Regions from separate parts of the Zea mays genome. Here region 1 is linked to region 2. A link is a contact called in public Hi-C data. All regions are on one chromosome and are shown on one strand. Each heading gives the region's core, a stretch centred on a gene start, on an enhancer-like site or on the middle of the called end of the contact. The rest is flanking DNA. Distances are from core to core; before and after follow the strand shown.

Region 1 (4,915 bases), core at 2,245-4,744, 240 kb before region 2:
TTTTTAAAAGACAAGGTATTGACACCTCTAATAACTTTCTTAGTCCCTCTCTATATCGTATGCATGCACACAAACATACACACGTGCACGCACACACAACATAGGATAGTTTATATGTGTTACCATCATAATTAGCATGCACACACACATGTTCATGCTAATTATGAAAGTAACTCTCCTATATTGTATTGGACTATTGTGTGATTCAAACCTTGTTATTATATTTAAACTATTGTGTTGAACTATCTTGTGTTGCATTAGACTATCTTATACGATTTGAAAACTATATTTTGTTGTATTAGACTATTGGGTGATTCAAATCTTGTCATTGTGTTCGAAACAGTGTTGGACTATTATATGATCTAAATTTATTGCTATATTGTTATGTTGATCTATATTATATGTAATGCTTATGTGTAATTGTTTTAATCGTAAACTAAATTGGAGTAAATGATAAACAATTCATGCATTATCTGACAAGTAACCGGTATCCGACCAAATAGTATACGTATCCGTCACTTATCCGACTGAATAAATATATGGTTCTTGTATCTGTTATCCGTCTCGTTTCTAACTATTCGTGTCTAATTTCGAATCTGATTAAAATATATTAGGATATGATAAGAAATAAACTATTGTACGTCTGTTTTGACCTCTAGTTTACATGGGTGTTACAAGTTGTCCTGCATTGCTAACCTTGCTTGATTGTGCCCCCTGGGGCAAGCAGATAATGAGATAATTCTCAGCCACAATGTTCAATTTGATCGTTATTTTATATTTAGCGTTTTGGTTCAAATTATTATATGCTAATTCTCAGCTACAGTCCTGAGAGTATGTTGTATATGGTTATTTTTGCAGAGTGAAGTTTGAATAAGGATTGATAGACGATTACATCCAGCTCCCCGCCGGACGCATTCATCGCCAGCTGAAAGGAAGGTCACAAGCACAGGCCGCTGGGAGCAACGGCGACCGTGTACGCGGCAGCCATCCTCGAATCCTCGAGTACCTGACAGCAGAGGTCCTTGAGCTGGCTGGGAACCTCAAGGTGAGGCGTATCAGCCCCTGGAGCTGGACACCCTGATCACTCAAGGGCACCATCGCCGACGGCCGGCGGTGGTGTCCCGCATCAACAAGTCTGTCAATGAATGCTCGGCTGCGACTGACCTTGTTCGGTGGCTCGGCACTGTCATATCAGTGGCTCTTGACCTCAGAGAGCAAAACCTAGTAGCCTGAGAAGATTGTCCTCTCCTATCAGATCTGTGGCTGCTGCTGATACATTATAATTCGTGACATGTGTTGGCTCTTGCTGCCTTGTCTAGCTGCTGGTTCAATATGTTCGTTTCGTTTGCTGCTGACTTGATGATTATACGGCAAGGGAAGAGGGGTTTCCAGCGAAAAGAAATGTACTGAACTTTTTGGTAATCTTTCTTCGGACCAAGTATTATTATAGTATTAATATTCCATCCCAACATGCCCAAGCAAGCAATCCTGAGCATACATTGGGCCTCAAAGTAGAACCTTTTGGCTATCGAGTCAAACACTACTCCAGGCATCTCGGCACACACTGCAGCGTCGTGCCATGGAGACTTTCACCGTCACGGTCTGGCACGTGCCGTTCCATGTCCACATCATGGATGGTATGGATGGATCGATGGCACACAACACAATCCATGGCCACCTGAGACGTCCCTAATCGGCACAGAGTAAAAGAGAGATGATTATGGAAGACTAAATTAGATCTATACTAGAATAGAGGTCTGGACCAGTTACAAATTGGTTATCGAGTTAATTCCACATATTTTGCTAACAAATCTCGCTAAAAATTTAAACCCTAACTAATTCTGTGCACGAACAAACCGTTCGCGTCGCCACCGCGGACAGTCCGAACAGCGGACCATCCGACCCTAGGGGCGGACAGACCATAGGGCAATTTTAGTGTTCAATGGTTCAGCTTTTTCTGAGAAGTTTTTCTGAGAATCTGACTGTTGCAGAGAATTTGGTTGTGTAGAGAATCTAAGTATTGTGGAGATTACATACGGAGTAAGATAAAAAAAGTCCATATGGTTTAGGATGTATAAAATGACGATTTCCTACTCGGTCGATTCGGTGTTTACATTGATTTTAGACAATTTTGACTAAAGTGGTTCTCATATAACGAGTTAAAAAGTTAGACGTTTGATAATCTACATCAACTTTTGATAACTAGAAGCTGAAAAAAACTGAAACAAACAAGTCCATAATCTGTGAGATGTCTAGGCTCTTGCTGCCTGGTCTAGCTGGTGGTCAAATATGCAAATATGTTCGTTTCGTTTCTCGCACGAAATGTGTTCTCCTTTTTTCCCACTCGTCATACAATACAACTCAATGGGCCGCTACTGTGCTTCTTGGGCCTCGTCTGTACGAATGAATGTGTCATAGTAGTAGATGGAGCCCAACATAATTTGCTGCTGGCATGATGATAATACGACAAGGGAAGAGAGGTTTCCAGCGAAAAGAAATGTACTGAATTTTTTTGGTAATCTTGGGACCAAGCATTATTGTATTAATATTCCATCCCAACATGCCCAAGCAAGCAATCCTGAGCATATATTGGGCCTCAAAGTATTGGCTCATCCTCTCACGTGTCAAACACTACTCCAGGCATCTTGGCACTCACAGCAGCGTCGTGCCTAGAGATGGCAACGGGTACAAACCCGTCGGGTTTTGCTATCCCAAACCCGTACCCGTAAAAAATATTTACGTCCATTAAAAAACCCGTACCCATGACGGGTTTGAAATTTTGCCCAAACCCGTACCCATCGGGTTAGCGGGTACCCACGGGTTACCCGCGGGTTTTATCTCCAATATGTTTATTCTTTTTATAATCAATAAGTATTGTAATGATTAATGAGATCATGGTCCAAAATTTATGTAATGAACAATGAGTTCATGATTTGGTATAAAAATATTAATAGAGAGAATTAAATACAAATAATAAGTTGTATAATCAAGTTACCTTGCACTAGGTTATACATCCACCACATATATAACACTAGTAATAACTATAATAGCAAGAAAGCAACACTCTCACCAACTACTTATACATTCACTATTTGATAAAAATTAGGAAGTAAATAGGTAGATAACAAGTTTGTTGTTCGTTTATAAAATAAAATGACAATATGCACTATGTTTGTCGGGTTTAAAAAACCCACGGGTTCACGGGTTTGGGTACTATAGGAACAAACCCGTACTCATAAACCCGTCGGGTATACATTTATGCCCATTAACAAACCCATGGGTATGAAAATTGACCCAAACCTGTACCCTAATGGGGTAAAAACCCATCGGGTTTCGGGTTTCGGGTACCCATTGTCATCTCTAGTCGTGCCATCCAGGCATCTTGGCACTCGCAGCAGCGTCGTGCCATGGAGACTTTCAGCGTCACGGTCTGGCACGTGCCGTTCCATGGCCACATCACAGATGGATATGGATGGATCGGTCGCACGCAAGACAGTCCATGTGAGGCTAGCTGCGGCCCCATGCTGCTGATGCTTGCTGGCAGGCAAGCACCTCACACCTCCCATCCGATCATTTTGTTGTGTAGTGCCTTCTCCCTTCCTTTTTTTAAGGATGTGTTTGATTAAGCAGTGAAGTAGAATAAATCAACTTCATTCTAGTTTTTTAAATATTTGTTTTTTTTTAAAAAAAAGAGTGGAACGGCTTCTAATATCTTTATATAAAATTTACCATAAAAAGTTGGAATGCTCCCGCTCCACCAAAATGATCGGATACGAGTACTCTCCTCTCTTTTTACTCTCTATATTTATATGCCCTCTAACTAAACAAAGAACGAAGCGAATCTGCTCTATTCTATTCTTCAACCAAACAAAAAATAAAGTGACTTTGTTCTGCTTGCCAAACGAAGAATTGAACGACTTCATTCTAAAAAACTAGAATGGAACCGCTCAATCCTAATTGACTCTCCAACTAAACATATGTCTTGATGGTCCAAAAGAGACATAGACTGCTCTTACAACCTCCTCAAAATATTTTTTTTGATTTTTTCTGCTTCACGCAATAATCCCATAGCAAAATGTTAACATCCACATTGACAAGGTGAATCCAATGTGAGTGGCATGACTCAAATTTCATGGCGAAAGAGAGAGAACACACCATCTGCCATATATATCTTTGAACCGGCAGTGTCATTTTGTGCCGTCGTATGATGGCATGCATGCATTGCTTGTTGTTGGTAAAACACATCGACGCTAAAATGATTTTTGAAGCCTTGCTCCGCTTCTTGTGTTCAGTATGGAATATAATATAGTTACCATGGTTCATGTGGACGTCGTGAAGAAAGCTCATGCAAATGAAGTGTCACATTCGTGCAAAGAAGCAAGGCACTCCTACGTACTTAGATGGTACATCATGTATATATTGCAGACTCGCACATCTATAGTGACTAGTGAGAGCTTCAGTTTGATGATGCCCAGATATTGATCAATTGAGATATTAGAAGAAACCAAATCAAATTAGTTCATAACTTGGATATTATGTAACACTTCAAATGTGGCTAATTTTTTTATGCTATCTCCATTTCATTTGCATATTTATTTGTTATCGACTCACAACACGTGATTGTTGTTAGAAATATAAATAAGAGTCATCGGAATATCCTAGATCTAATTCAATAAGGACTTTTCTTGTACTCCAAATCTACATATATGTAAATTAATTAATAGGTGGTCGAGGTGGAGGCGCTCGTGGGTAAGCTAGATGCGATCGGCTGCAACAGACAACCTGCGATGGACGGGGTCTATAGGTGATCAAGCGGGTACGATCAAGTGTCAACGTCCTGGTCTAGAAAGGCAAGCCACATCCGACTCCACCAAGTGCATAGATCAACTCCAACAATATTAACTACACCATCTAT
Region 2 (4,648 bases), core at 1,467-3,966:
CTTTCTGATGGAGTCTGTCAAACTATGTTCCTATTTCTTAATGAAATAGGGGGTATCCCCTCTCTGTAAAAAAATTTTAAACTAGATTAAATATAAAGTTAATGAAATCACATGGACCGGGCCACAGACCGTGTGGCCCGAGGTGTAGATCCCCCTACACAGTTGCACGTACACGTGGGCTTAAACAGTTAGCACATGAGCCTTATCAACTACTTTAGGCTCCAGTTGTATTTGTTTCCATGGCGTGGCAAAGTCTAGCACAATATTTTTACTAAAGTTTAGCACATACGGAATAAGCATACTAAAATGATAGTGCTAAAGTTTAACGCTCATTAACACATTAACTCTTCCTTTAGTGCTAAACTATGCTAAAAGTGGTCCTCGTGACCCATTAAAGCTCCTTTGCCCCTACTTTAGCACCATTATCCAAACAGAAATAAAGTGCTAAACTTTAGCACCTCCTTTAACATTAGCACCTCCTTTAAAATTAAAGCTGAAGTTTTTCATGTAAAGTTCTGGAAAACAGACTGATTCTTGGTTCAACTAGTACTCTGGTAGCATCTGACACTCTGGTCCCACTGCACTTACGCCGAGTCAGCAGCAGCCGACTTTTCTCTCCGTCTACCAGTTCATCACTCCACCAGCAGTGCCGACTGCCGAGTGCAGCATGCACCAAAACAACTCCAAGGCGGCCAGTGTGTGGCAGACCTTTTCTTTTCCCTGATTTGGGGAATGACGTACCGTACCGGCGTGCCATGCATGCAACAACCTGCCCGGCCCCTTGACCAAATCTTTGACTGACCGACCCTGGGGGCTCTGGCAGCCTGCACCCTGCAGGCTGCACTGCACTCCTTGGCGCCATGGCGGTGGCGGTGGCGAAAGCTGCGGCGGCCCTGGACCTGGCCGAATCGGTCTCGATCGCGTCGTACCTGGCCGGCGGATCGGGTCGTCCGTCCGTGATCATACAAACGGACGCGCGTGGCCGGTCTCGTCGTGTGGTGCATGGCAGTGGCAGTCCGGAGTCCGGGATGGAGTGCAGTGGACGGGTGATTGGACTTGGCGAGCCAGAGCTCCTATAGGCCCCAGAGAACCTAGGAAGCCTACTACTTGAAGCTACTAGTCGCTAGTACTAGTCCGCGCGCGAATGGGTCTTTTACCCACGTTGGTATCAGTAGAGGTCTCTCCTTTTGCAGAAATTCATTTCGACGATGATGAATGAGGAGTACTGCCACTGCCACCAGTCACCTTTCCCGCTCGATCTATCGGGCAGAGCGAGGGCTGGCGAGAGCCTCTGCCTCTTGGGCAGTCGTCGTCACCACCAGCAGCGGACCGCTCCTGACGGCAAAAGAAACGTTGCCGCACGTACCGTATCGTCTTGTGTCCAGTCCAGCCACGTACGTAGAGGAGCTCCCTGTGATAATGCACTGGCCGACCGGCGAATGCAACCACCAAGCTAAGGCTATCCGCACTCATACTACCCTATTTCTCTACCCTAAAAGGAATATTCCATCATGGTCAGTGAGATTTTGTACTCTATCCAACAATTATCCGTGATCACGATTACCCTATATATCCACCCTATACGTCCCTGGGCCCACCAGCAGGCAGAGCAGGCAGGCGCTGCTGTCCCGTCCCTGGGCCCACCTCTGCTCCGGCGAGAGAGAGAGCAGCAGCATTTAGCGTAGGCGATCACGAGCGCTGTATTTGGCGTCCGCAGTGCTGGAGAGAGAAGATAGAGTTGGATTTACAGTCACCGCTGCAGGCCTCCAGCTACTGCAAAAATTTACGGGTTCCATTTCCAGCTCTCCGGTGTGGGCAGCCTCATAAGCTAAGATCGGACGTCGAGATCGCTGATCGACTGCCATGTGCAATTAACGAACCAACCCATACTAATTTAAGCACATCAACCAAGATACGATACGGTAAGACGGCGAGATCGTTGCTGTAGTTATACTATCTAGGAGTATCGGACTACTACTACTGCTGCATGTACCACCCTAGCTAGCCCATGGTCGTTGCAGCCAAGCGCCCGAGCCGGAGCGATTCACGCCCGTCTAAACTAAAAAAAAAATTAAGTTCAAAGAAAAATTTAGACAATTCATTTATATTATATTTCAACTTATATTACATTTCAATAGTAACGTTAAACGTGTAGTTGTTATTAATAATTACCACGACCGATGGATGTCCTATTGTCCTTGCCAAAAAGAGAAGTAAAAAAATGAAAAGTAAAATGTGCAGCCAGCCTACCCTTCAAGCCCAAGGGATTTGCCACTTGCTGCTGCGTCTCAACTACCGATCTATCTATGGCACTAACGGCTAATTTAGAAATCATATTTTCCTACCGCGTTTTTATTTTTCCAAATAAAATTATTTATTTTCTCTTATAAAAATAAAATAAAAATCATTCCAGAAAATAGAGTTGTCAAACTAGCCCTAATAGTCTACTTCCTCCGCGTGTTCTTCAGATAACGGGGGTAGAGACGTACGTGCCAGCCTCGACGTACGTCATGGCGAGTCCCTACGATACAGAGTTTTTTTTTTTTGTTTAGATAATTTTGGCACTAATATCCGTTTCTGTAGCCACTCCGAGTCCGAGCGCAGCAGCAGGCGCATGCATGTCATGCCAGGTCGATGGCGCAGTGGGGAACACATGCGTGCGTGCGTCAGCGGATTGTTGCGCAGATTGGGCACAGGTCACGCACGCCGCCCGTGACCATCCCCTACCCCGGCCTCCGGACCCACCCGCAGAGACCGGACCGGCGTGGTGTGGGCGCCGGCAGCCGTTGCAGCAGTACATTTACGCCTCTGTTTCTGACCACTTCCTACTCCTCAGCATCGTTGCCAATTCAGCAGAGCATGTACGATGTGTATGAGGTTGTGTCTAAGAGACTAAAATGTAAAAGACACATCTTTTGACAAGACCCTGTGTCTTGTCTCTGTGCTCAAGACAGAGTACTAGTTAATTGATCAATTTTAATTTATTAAATGCTATAATTGATGTAACGAATATAACAAGCACAATTTTTAGACACGTGAACTATATTATGTTTTAGTTATGTCTTACTCCCTCCGTTTCTTTTTATTTGTCGCTGGATAGTTACACTATCCAGCGACAAATAAAAAGAAACGGAGGGAGTATAATTCTAGTATCGTACAACAATGTACACGTGGTTTTCCTTCCCTTTGCTACGTCGATGGTAGGTAGGAGTTGTCAAGTTGAGTATGAGGAGCATACTCCTCCACCTCGCGATGCATGCAGAGAGAGGGAGAGCGAGCGACGACATGGATGACCTGCGGCTGCCACTGCCAAACACATAGTTGTATTGTACGTGCTACTACCCTACAGCAAAACTGTTTTGCTAACCTACAGGTACGCTACAGCCACAGGTGAAACGTGGCACGCCATGCGGCCGCGAGCCCCTGCCGGCTCGACTGCGTCTGCGGCTCCCACTCCCAGTGGCCAGTGCGTGGCGCCGCGCGTCGGCGTCACGTGGCCGAGCCGCGCGCCCCGGCGAACGTAAAGCGACGCGGCAAGGGCACGCAACGGTGGCGCTGTTACCGCGGCACGCGCCCGTCGTAATCCTTGTTTATGACCTGCTACTACTACTTCTCTACAGCGCATTCCACAGTTGCCATTTACGCGTCCGGCCGGCCCTGTGCGGTGCAGGCCACACTGCGGGCGCCGGGCGGGGGCACGGCCATGCATGCATGCACGCACGCACGCAGACGCAGCTCTGCTCTGCGAGTGCCGCCGCTTCTGGGCACTGTTGGACATTTCACGCGCGGAGGGGAAAGCGGACGGCCGCCGGCCAGGCCAGCGTGCATGGTGCATGCATAGCAGGCTGCCTGTGCTGGGCACTGGCTGCACGGGAGCGGCGCGCGTGCCAGTGGCAGGCAGGGCGACGCAAACGGCCATGCGCGCGCCCGCTAGATTTCCCTGGCCCCGGCCGCTGTGGGCGCGCGCCTGCGCCCGTGCCGGCCCGCCCTCGGCAAGGGAACAGAGCAGCGCATGCAGAGGCAAGCAAGTCACGCAGCGCCCACATGCGCAGGGCGAGTGGGTGGGTGGGTGGGTGCGCCGTGCGGCCGCGTGGGCTGGCGGGGCGCCCCAGCACCACCCAACCAGTGCGCGCGTGAGAGGCGAGCGGGGCGGGTGGGTTTCGCCGCCTTTTTGGGTCAAACTCCCGCGGTCGCGGGAGGGTTGGGCTCGGCTCCAACGAGCAAGGCGCGCGCCGGCACGCGGGCTTGGGCAGCGCGGGCAGGCAGGCTCGCGCAGGGCAGAGTGGAGTGGAGGACGCTGCGCACGGACACGCCTCCGAGTCCGCGCCGGCCTCGCCTGGGGTTGGCTGGTGGTTGGGCAGGACGGTCGTCGCCGCCGTCCCGAGGCAGCATGTGTGGTGCAGAGCGGGAGGGAGACGAGACTGGTTGGGAGTTGGGGGTTGGGAACTCGGATCGGTCGTCGGCTAAGCTGTTACCACGGCTGTTGACGGATTGTTCACGCCCATTGGTTTGTACTCCGTACGTATTCCGTCACGGGACCCGGTAGTAACATGGAATAGCTCGTACATGCGGGCACCGCGCATACGCCCGAGCATTTCAAGTTTGGGACGTTGGAACTACCGCCAGCAGGACCGTCCTTCCCAGTTTT

The links. Hi-C and Micro-C count contacts between places; a contact is called where the count stands out from the background.
Region 1: a Hi-C map of tassel shows a contact between it and region 2, with 2.9 times the contacts expected there. The contact joins two enhancer-like sites. A contact is called at or near these places in 2 of 25 Hi-C or Micro-C datasets (bundle sheath and tassel).

What each region holds. Positions count from the first base shown.
Region 1 is chr4:209,246,275-209,251,189 of Zm-B73-REFERENCE-NAM-5.0, reverse strand. No RefSeq gene overlaps it. Among protein-coding and RNA genes, the nearest start is that of LOC100276990, 93 kb to the left of the region's middle. Within about 2 kb of position 3,494, at least 16 of the 20 cell types and tissues checked have an H3K27ac peak or open chromatin away from gene starts, as enhancers often do. A contact at or near this core is called in tassel, where this site is marked.
Region 2 is chr4:209,009,164-209,013,811 of Zm-B73-REFERENCE-NAM-5.0, reverse strand. No RefSeq gene overlaps it. Among protein-coding and RNA genes, the nearest start is that of LOC103655879, 64 kb to the left of the region's middle. Within about 2 kb of position 2,716, at least 20 of the 20 cell types and tissues checked have an H3K27ac peak or open chromatin away from gene starts, as enhancers often do. A contact at or near this core is called in tassel, where this site is marked.